Linked DNA regions of Mus musculus: region 2 is linked to region 1. A link is a contact called in public ChIA-PET data. All regions are on one chromosome and are shown on one strand. Each heading gives the region's core, a stretch centred on a gene start, on an enhancer-like site or on the middle of the called end of the contact. The rest is flanking DNA. Distances are from core to core; before and after follow the strand shown.

The links. ChIA-PET counts read pairs in DNA pulled down with a chosen protein or histone mark.
Region 2: an RNA polymerase II ChIA-PET map of memory CD8 T cells shows a contact between it and region 1, with 10 read pairs. The contact joins two enhancer-like sites. A contact is called at or near these places in 2 of 15 datasets of contacts at CTCF or cohesin (the NIH/3T3 cell line and pro-B cells), 3 of 484 Hi-C or Micro-C datasets (the HL-1 cell line, embryonic fibroblasts and nephron progenitors) and 5 of 115 datasets of contacts at active chromatin or transcription factors (extraembryonic endoderm stem cells, fibro-adipogenic progenitors, heart atrium and 2 more).

The regions. Positions count from the first base shown.
Region 1 is chr7:98,769,090-98,773,568 of GRCm38.p6, reverse strand. It overlaps Gm33720 (a long non-coding RNA gene), which reads right to left. Exons shown (of 3, transcript XR_378355.1): 2 at 4,258-4,338; 3 at 3,728-3,842. Among named protein-coding and RNA genes, the nearest start is that of Gm33720, 8.3 kb to the right of the region's middle. Within about 2 kb of position 2,613, at least 70 of the 459 cell types and tissues checked have an H3K27ac peak or open chromatin away from gene starts, as enhancers often do. A contact at or near this core is called in memory CD8 T cells and pro-B cells, where this site is marked.
Region 2 is chr7:99,084,761-99,089,239 of GRCm38.p6, reverse strand. It overlaps Uvrag (UV radiation resistance associated gene), which reads left to right. Exons shown (of 15, transcript NM_178635.3): 5 at 1,065-1,139. Among named protein-coding and RNA genes, the nearest start is that of Uvrag, 54 kb to the left of the region's middle. Within about 2 kb of position 2,074, at least 83 of the 459 cell types and tissues checked have an H3K27ac peak or open chromatin away from gene starts, as enhancers often do. A contact at or near this core is called in memory CD8 T cells and pro-B cells, where this site is marked.

The sequences.
Region 1 (4,479 bases), core at 1,364-3,863:
TTAGGAGTCTCTGAATCTAGTGGCAACCTAGGAAGAGGTGGTCCTTGCCCAGACAGCTTAGTCTGGTCCTACTCCATGCTACACTGTTCTGTCTCTCATCTGACCGAACCTCCCAGGCTCCCCTCCTGCATGTCCCCAACTCCTCCCAAAGGGTTCACCCTCATATGAGCAGGAGAGCTCCTTCCTAGCAGCCCTTCAGCGAAGGCTCCATGCAGAGGGAGCATCAGGACATGCCCTGGGGCCTGAAGAACATGGCACACTTTCATGCCAGGGTGTATGGGTCGAGGGGAGATGGTGGCATGGCTGAGAATCAGAGCTGGGCCAGCACCTGAATGCCAGGTGAAGCTGTGAACTTGGAGAAGGGTTCCCTGTTATGGAACGGAAGACACAGGGAGTCAGAGACCAACACAGATACTAGAGGTACCTGGGAGGTCCAGCCAGGTATGGAGGGGAGGGTCCGAGAGCCTTAAGAGCAGTGTCAGGGTGATGGTTTGTGGAGTGAGTGCCACTTTCTGCATGGGGGACTTGCTAGGCCCAGATTTTCCTACTGTGAGGTAATTGGAGAATAGATGGGACTTTCCTAAGAAGATCTGGACCAACCAGCAAGCACAGTCTACCTGGGTGACATCAGAGGCGCCAGCAGCCATGACCTTCAAGATGAGCTTAGCCAGACCTCAGCAGGAAGCAGACCTCTCACTAACAGCCCTGTCACCTGGCTAAGGCTGGCACACAGCCCCTGCCCAGTCTCTCTTGAGTATTTGACAAACATTGGTCCCTCTCTTCAGGATTCCCTTACCCAGAACCTTGTCCCTGGGACTCACATATTCCAAGAATCAGAGCAAGGTATTTTTTCTGAGACACCTTCTCGGGGCCTCTCACACTGGGTTCCTATGGTTCGGGCTTCTCACTCTGTCCGCAGTGCTCTGGTGATGCCTTGTCTGTGGCTTTGGCCTTGTGAGCTGCAGAAACTGAAGTCTGAGGCTCCTAAATGTGACTCGTCATAAATGTGACTCATCATAAATGTGGGGCAGGTGGATAGAAAGGAAGAGATTGAAAGAAAGAAAGAAAGAAAGAAGAAAGAAAGAAAGAAAGAAAGAAAGAAGAAAGAAAGAAAGAAAGAAAGAAAGAAAGAAAGAAAGAAAGAAAGAAAGGAAGGAAGGAAGGAAGAAAGAAAGAAAGGAAGAAGGGAAAAGATAAATACATGATGGGTGGGTGAGCAGATAGACAAATGGATGATAGATAGGTAGGTGGTGGGTAGATAGCTGGCTGGATGGGTAGATGAGTGGATTGATGGGTTTGGTGTATGAGCAGACCGGTAGTAGGAGGAGACATGGTGGGTGGGAGGGTGGGTGGGTGGGAGGGTAGGTGGGTGGGTGAGTAGACTGGATGGATGGATGGAAGATGGGTGGGTGGATGATGGATGGGTGTGGTGAATAAGTAGATGGGTAAATGGATAGATGATGGATAGGTCCCTGGAGCAGAAAGGTAGGGCAATAATAAGAACTTGTGTGTGTACGCACATGTGTGCATGTGTGTTTGTGTATACATGCCTGTGTTGGAGAGCACAGAACATTAGAGTATCATATAATGTGAAAACAAGAGATGAATTGTGACAGTGAGAGAGTGTGTTCAGCCGTAAGTGTATCAAATTCTCACAAGGCAAGCTCGTGAAATCTGCCCTAAATCTCTGCCAGAGAGCCCTAGGCTCTGGGCTCTCTGTGACACAGAGAATCTCCTAAGGACATCCATCATGGCCCCCCAACAAACACCCTCTCCCCAAAGCATCCATTGGGTCAGAGGCCAGAAGCTATATCGGGGTGTGTGTTCCAGCTCAGGTCAGGTCCCTGCTAGCCTGAAAACATGCCCTGGGTACAGAACATGAAGAAAGGGCATGAGGTTCCAGGCACTGAGTCTGACATGAGGAGGGGAGGGCTACATCAAGGCCTCCAATGGCTTGGGGATTCATCCAAGGCATTTTAGATAGTCCTTTCCATCTGTTCAGCTGGCAGGAGAGGTGTCTTGGCCAATGTCATACTGTAGAAACAGCGCTGTACTTGACCCCAAAGCTTCCTGTAAGAGCTATTGTTCCCAAAAGGGGGAATGAAAATTGAACCCAGTGAGAAGGAACCAGGACAAGACTAGCCAAGCGACTGCTGAAAGGGAATATGGCTGGGGAGAGATCTCAGTTAGCAGAGGCTGAGGGGCCTCCCGGGGTGCCCTGCACTTGGACAGGAAACAGAAACCAGGAACCAGTGGCACACTTTCAGGGTGGAAACGTTCTTTGTCCTGAAGTGACTGGCCTTCCGGGTCCAGGGGGTTGAGGGAAGAGTGTCCAAAGAGGAGATCCGTGGGACAAGAACAAGATGAAACAGGGGAAATCAGGAGAGAAGTTAGTTTCCTAATTTAGTAATTTAAGAACTCAATTAAGGACTCAAAATGGAAGATCAAGGACAATTTTCTTAGAGTTTATAGCAAAAACCCCATGGCTGGCAAGCTGTAACCCCCCACAACTGCCCAGAGGGTAGGAATGGAGAGGGGAAGAGAAAAGGCCACACGACGTAAGCTGGTAGGGAGGTCAGATACATGGCAGACAGGCAGCCCCATGGTGGCAGAGAGGCTTTAAACAAAGAGGAAGGAAGGCAGAAATGTTGGAGGGAAAGCCTAAAAAGAAACAATGCTTAGAAAAGAGGTGGAAAGGAGAAGAGAAGTTACACTTTTCTGAATGATTCGGAAAATGGGCAGACATAGATGCTATATGGCTGTTGTTTCTGCTTACATGGACGGTGTCCTGGGACTCAGAAGCCCAGGAACCACAGAGCTCTGAGAGGAAGTTTCCTCAGCAGAGGCGCTGCTGCCCCCAGCTGAGCTGAGACGCTTAGGAGCCTCAGCTCCGCTCAGCTCAGCGACTTCTCTTCCTCCTTCCCTTCTTTGCCTCATTGTTTCTTGTCTTCTTCTGACAAGAGAGTCACACCAGGCAGCAAATTTCATAAAAAGAGATTTATTGGAGGGTCTAGGGTGTACTGGAACACTGCCCCACCTCAGAGGTGGGTGGCTCCTCGGCTCCTGTGTCTCAGAGCCCAGGAGTGGTTGCCTATGGGAGGGGCCTGGCTGCTGGAGCTCCTCCGGTTGGGGGTGGGGGAGGGTGCTAGCCACTTTCCTGCTTTGAGGATTTGCAACCTTTACAAAGGATACAAAGTTTACAAAGTATATTAACATTTACAAAGGGAGTCCACAGCAGGGAAACCCTTTCCTCACACTTGAGTGGTTTGAATATCCAACAGCTATAGCCCCTTGGCTACTACACTAATGGTGGCTTGGGTTGTGGTAGCAAAGGTACCTATCTCATTAAAGAACTAGTTATTCCATCTATCTCTTTAGCATAGCTTAAGGTGAGCCCCCCCCCCGGCCCCACCCCACCCCCTTCTCAGGGGTGGTCCCTTGGCTAAATTGAAGGACTTGGCCTAACTGAAATGTTCCGTATCCACCTAAGCCAGATACTCTAGTCTTTTGACCAGAAGGAATTCTAAATGCTAAAATAGGGGTATGTTTTACAGGGGGAATCAGGACGCCCTTTGAGCTTCTTAGTTTCCTTAGTAATTTAAGAAAGGACTCAAAATGGAAGCTCAAGGACAATTTTCTTAGAGTTTATAGCAAAAACCCTAGCTTGTGGACTGACTGTGATAAACCCATGCCCCTGGGCCTCAGTGTGTCTGTCTGTGAAATGGTGTCATAATTTCCCCGAAGCTCTTCCCATATGGCTTCTGGGCAGTTCCAATTATGAGGGAAGGAGCTCCAGACGTCCTCTGATGTCCCAGCATCCTCCTGGGTTTGGTGCCTGGGTTCTGTGGAGAAAAGGGGGGGGGGGGCTCTCATTTATTCTGTGGTCTCAATGAATCACCTGCACTCAGGCAGGGCCTTACCCAGCCTGCCCCTCTCTGCCCTGCCCTGTCTATCTGAGAAACAGTTCCCCTGGGTCCCCATTGTTCTCAGCCCTTCCCCAGATCACACTCCTAATCCAAGTTCTGGGGACAATGCACATTCCATTCCAGGGAGGCTGGAGCCCCCACCTCTGCCCAGTCTCCTTCAGAGAGGCAGTGGAGCTGGGATCTGTCCCTGAGGAAGGGCCAAGCTACCTGCCTCTCCCACCTCTCCCAGCTCAGGGCCTCTGAAGCTCTTCCAGCTGGCCCTGAAGAGGGCCTGTGTTTCTGGATGCCTTGGCCAGGCCAGGCCTCAATAGGGGGATTCGGCTCCACTCACCTGGACTTGGGCCAGGCTCTTCAGCAGACAGGCTGGGCAGTTCCATATAGCAGTTGCCCTCTTGGGACTTCAGTTCCTACTCTGTGGAGGAAGGTGGAGACAGCTGAGTGTGGTCATGAGCAAACCATAAGCTTTGCCCTCTGGGCCCCTAGGTGCTACTCTTGACTTTGTGGGCCACTGGGCTGCTTCTAGTCCCCTCTGCCACAGAGGATGGTGCCAGCA
Region 2 (4,479 bases), core at 825-3,324, 320 kb before region 1:
AAACGGGAAGTGTGTGGTTCATGGAAGGAGGGCAGTAGAGGCCGGTGCTCACAGGGGCTATCTGCTGATGGGTGGCACTGGCTGTTCCGGATCTTGCTGAGGCGTTCCTCACGGGAAGCCCGTGTTTTTACCCTTTTGTAACTCTTCACTTGAATTCCTCATTTCAAAAGCAGAGCCTTTTTTTTTTTTTAACCACAATTCTTTCTGATGAAATGGGTGTTCATTTCATAGTTGAGTATTATTTTAGATCTCAGTTCTTCTTCCCTCCTCTCCCCATGTGTTTTTTGAGACAGGGTCTTAACTATGAAGCATGGGCTGGTCTAAACTTACGGTCTTCCTGCCTTTTCTCCCCTCCCACCAAGTAAGGGTTACAGGTCTGTGCCACTGTGTCTCACTACTTCTTTATTTTTTTTAAAAAAGAGATTTATTTTTATTTTATGTGTATGGGTGTTTTGACTGTTGTGTGTCTGTACACTGTGTGTGTATTGTGCTCCTGGAGGGCAGAAGGAGGTTGGGTTCTCCGGGATGATAGCTATAGCCAGTCACCTTACATGGGTCATGCCAATGGAATCCTGGTGCTCTGGAAGAGCAGCCAGTGCTCTTAAGCCCAGAGCCGTCTCCAGTCCCTGTTTTTTAATCCTTCCAAGTTGTATTTTTCCGGTCTTGCAGGTGAAGTTGGGTCAGCACAGGGCAGTTGATCCCAAAAAGACCAGAAAGTAGAAGCTAATCTGATGTCATAATTTTAAAGCATTTGTAGAGTTTTTTTATTTTTAATTTTTTTAGTGGTTTGCTGCTGTCCTTCAGGCATAACTGTTCCATCACAAGTTAACAATGTTGGTGACAATCACTAATGGCTCCAATAGCCTCACGTGGTGTTTGTGAGGCTTTTGACTAAAGCTGGATGGACTGTCCTCTCTGTCACTCACTGGCCTTTGAGACCTGATTTCTTTGCTGCCCCTTTTGTTTAGGTGGAGCCGGCCTGTTCGTTGGCATGGAAATTTCAGCTGTTATGCTCTGACATCTGGAATAAGATCAACTAATAGTATGTTTTCCTCCTTCCTTAGATCCATGCCCGCAACCAGAATGAAATCATTTTTGGGCTGAATGATGGCTACTACGGTGCTCCCTGTGAACACAAGGTAAGAGGGGTCTCCGAGTGCTCTGAGTTTTGGTTAGTACAGGGCCTGTGCACCCGGGAAGCTGGACTCCCGAGAAGAGCTGAGCAGTCAGAATCGTGTTGTAAGTGTCCCTTTGAGTCTGCTCTTCGGGGTGGTGTGGAGGAATGCCTTCCGCAGTGAGAACGAGTTTCGCAGGACACACAAGCACGCTGAGAAGTCGGTACTAAATCCTGATCATGTTTTCTCAAAGGGAAACCTGAGCTAGCTGGTTTCTGCATAATTCCTGGGGGATTAAGAGAGTGGTGAGCTGGGCATGGTGGCATAGGCTTGCAGTCCTAGCCACTTAGAAGGCTGTGTGTAGCAGGAGGACTAAAGGTCAGATACTGCCCAGGTTCAGAGTGAGTTCAAGGCCAGCCTAGGAAGCTGAGTTAGGCCCTGTCTCAGAATGAAAAGAGGCTGGGTGTGTTGCTCAGCAGTGGGGCTTTACCACCGTGCTGGAAGCCCAGGTTCAATCTTCAGTCCTGCCCTCCCCCCAAAATAGGCAAGGTGACTTTTGTCTAAATGGAAGAGTTTAATGGAAATGTTCAGTTGTGTTTATCATTCTCAGTAAGCCTAAGAAACCCAAATTGTGCTGGACATAGTCGCATATGCTATTAATCCCAGCAAGTGGGAAGCAGAGGCAGGTGTATCCTTGTGAGTTTGAGGCTAGCCTGGTCTACATAGAGAGTTCCAGATCAGCCTGATGTATACAGTGAGATCCAGCCTCAAAAGAGAGAAAGAAAGGAACTGAAACTGAAGCTGTTTCGTAGCCATTGCTGTCTCTGCATCTAAAGGTGATGAGAGGAAGGCGAGGCAGAGCCCCGTTTGTTCTTAGCCGGGAGCTTCTGTGAGCAGCATCCTTGTGGCGGGGACTCAGCATCTGCCTCCTGTTTACACTCACCACAAACCACTGTGGTGGTGGCTTTGTTCTCCATCTCACAGTACAGGCAGGAACTGACTGGGAGGATGCACTCCATAGGGTCTAGAGAGCGGCTGAGCTGAGATGTTAGTTATGTGCCCAAGGCTGCTTCCCCCACTCTGACAACTTTTACCAAAAACCAAACCAACCAACCAACCAAACCAAAACAGTCCTCCCCCAGCCTTTTGTAAACTCTTCACATTGCTTTTGCTCAGAAATTGTTGCTCATAATCTCTGCTGTGAGGATGTCACACTCGGATGCCCTGTCTGTCATTCCTGAGTGCCTGCCCAGGGTTGGCTCCTGTGTTCAGTGCTGAGCACAGTGGTGAAGGAGGGCTGGGGGCAGACACACCCCTCCCTTCCAGCTGTTTGGCTAAGACAGGAGGATGGCCTGTCCTGGTCCCCAGAGGAGGGATTTGGTTGCTAACGTTGTAATCCAGGTTCTGAATAGAAGACAGTATGTGAAAGGTGTGGGCGCTGAATGGAGAGAGCTTTCCAGGGGAGGAGGCTGAGCTTGAAAGGCCACAGAGTAGAAAGGGCACAAGGTGAGTCTGAGGGACAGAAGGGAGGTGAGAGTAGCCCCAGGCCAGCCCATGGGGAGTTTCGAGATTTTATCCACAGGACAGAGGCGTGTGCTCTAACCAGATTTATGTAATAGTTTAGCTCTGGCTTATTTTAAAGAGCAAGAGTGACTGTGGAGAGACAGTGAGAAGGACCTTGCAGTGCCATGGACAAGAGATGACAGTTTGGCATGGACCATAGCAGGGTAGGGAAGACAGATGACATCCAGGCCCAGGCACGTGCTAGGCAAGCTCTTTACCACTGAGCCACACACCCAGCTAGGAAGGCGACAGAGTTGGGGTTTTAGGAGAGAAAATCACTAGGATTTGTTGTGGTTTGCATTTGAGATAAAAGGAAAAAAGAGATGTCAAGGGTGATTTTGGATTTCTGGTTTAAAGTAACTGGATAGATGAAAGATGATAGCCACAGGAAGCTTAGCGACAAGGCGGGGTGGGCAGGGAGGAAGAGCACAGATCCTGAGGTAAGATGGCCACAGGCATGTGCAGTGTCTTTAAACCCCTGTGTTGACGACAAGTAGCCATCTGAATTCCTGAACCTGGAGAGAAATGAACTATAAACATGGGGCGATGACAAAGCCTCTGAAGTCATGTGAGACACAGGCTGGCAACATGCTGTTCAGTAGAGAAGGACTGAGTAGCCCAGGCTGGAGAAGAAGCAGGCAGTGGTGTGACCAAGAAGCAGTAGAGCACGTGCTGCTGGGTCTGGGGCCCAGCGTCTCTGCTTTCTTCTCTCCCATCTCGGTAAACTGTGGGCTTGGCTGGTCCTGTTGCTTTGTTTTTTAAGGAGATGCAGTGGTCAAGTAAACCAAGAACAGAAAAATTGCGTTGTGTACTTTAGCAAGTGGATTTATGCTAGGTGGTGTCTTTAGAACATCCAACTCCGGAAGTCTTCCCTTTGTGTCCCAGCTTCATCTTCTGAGTTCCTGGAGTCCTTGAACATCTTCCAGATCTCCTCTGCCAGATGCACTGCTCTGTCCAGTGGCCTGCCCTTCTTCCCTCTGTAGGCTTTGTGGGGTCAGACTGACATGAGCAATGCTGACCTTCCCTCACCCACCCTCCCCAAACTCCCTGCCACAATGCTTGGGACATGGTATTTACTTAGTAAAAACATTTGGGATTAAGTCAGAGACTTGTGAGGCTGCCATTGCTGGGCTGTTTGCCATTGCCAAGGCTGGCTGTCCTGGTGTGGGAGGGAGGGTGACTCACTCTGCAGCCGGTCCCTGACTCTACATCTGGTAGAGTCTTGCAGTCAGAGGCAATGGTAGCATTCAGAGCCAATGTCTGCCCGCCATTGTAGTTAAAACCCCAAGAACCCCACGGCTAGAGACTCACAGTTGGTGACCGTTGGTGTAAGCACCAGTACCCGGCTTCTCTGTCTACTTGTGAACAAGTAGAAAGTTTTGAACAAGTTTTGAACAAGTTCAGACAAGATGGGTGACAGGAAAATGGAGTTCAGAAGGTGGCTTGAGAACAGATAAAACTGACTGGCAAACATTGTTTAACTTTGACTAAAAGCTCGCCATGACTAAAAAGGCTTGTGTGCATTTCCTCTTGACCTGATCCTCTTCCCTCCAAAATAACAGAGCAAATGGAAATGAAGTCGTCCCATTATAGACAAAGCCTAGTCCTCCAAGCCAAGCAGTGTTGTGTGTTGGCATAGACAGTTCCTCATGATGTAGCATCTGGGAGGAGCTGAGCCACGCATGCCCAGCCTTCAGAGCTCATGGATAAGCCACCTAGAGCTGCTGAGGAGGAGAAAGCTACAGCCCAGAGGGATTTGAGAGGGTCTTTCAAGATGGGGTCTGGGAATTTTTTTTTCCTT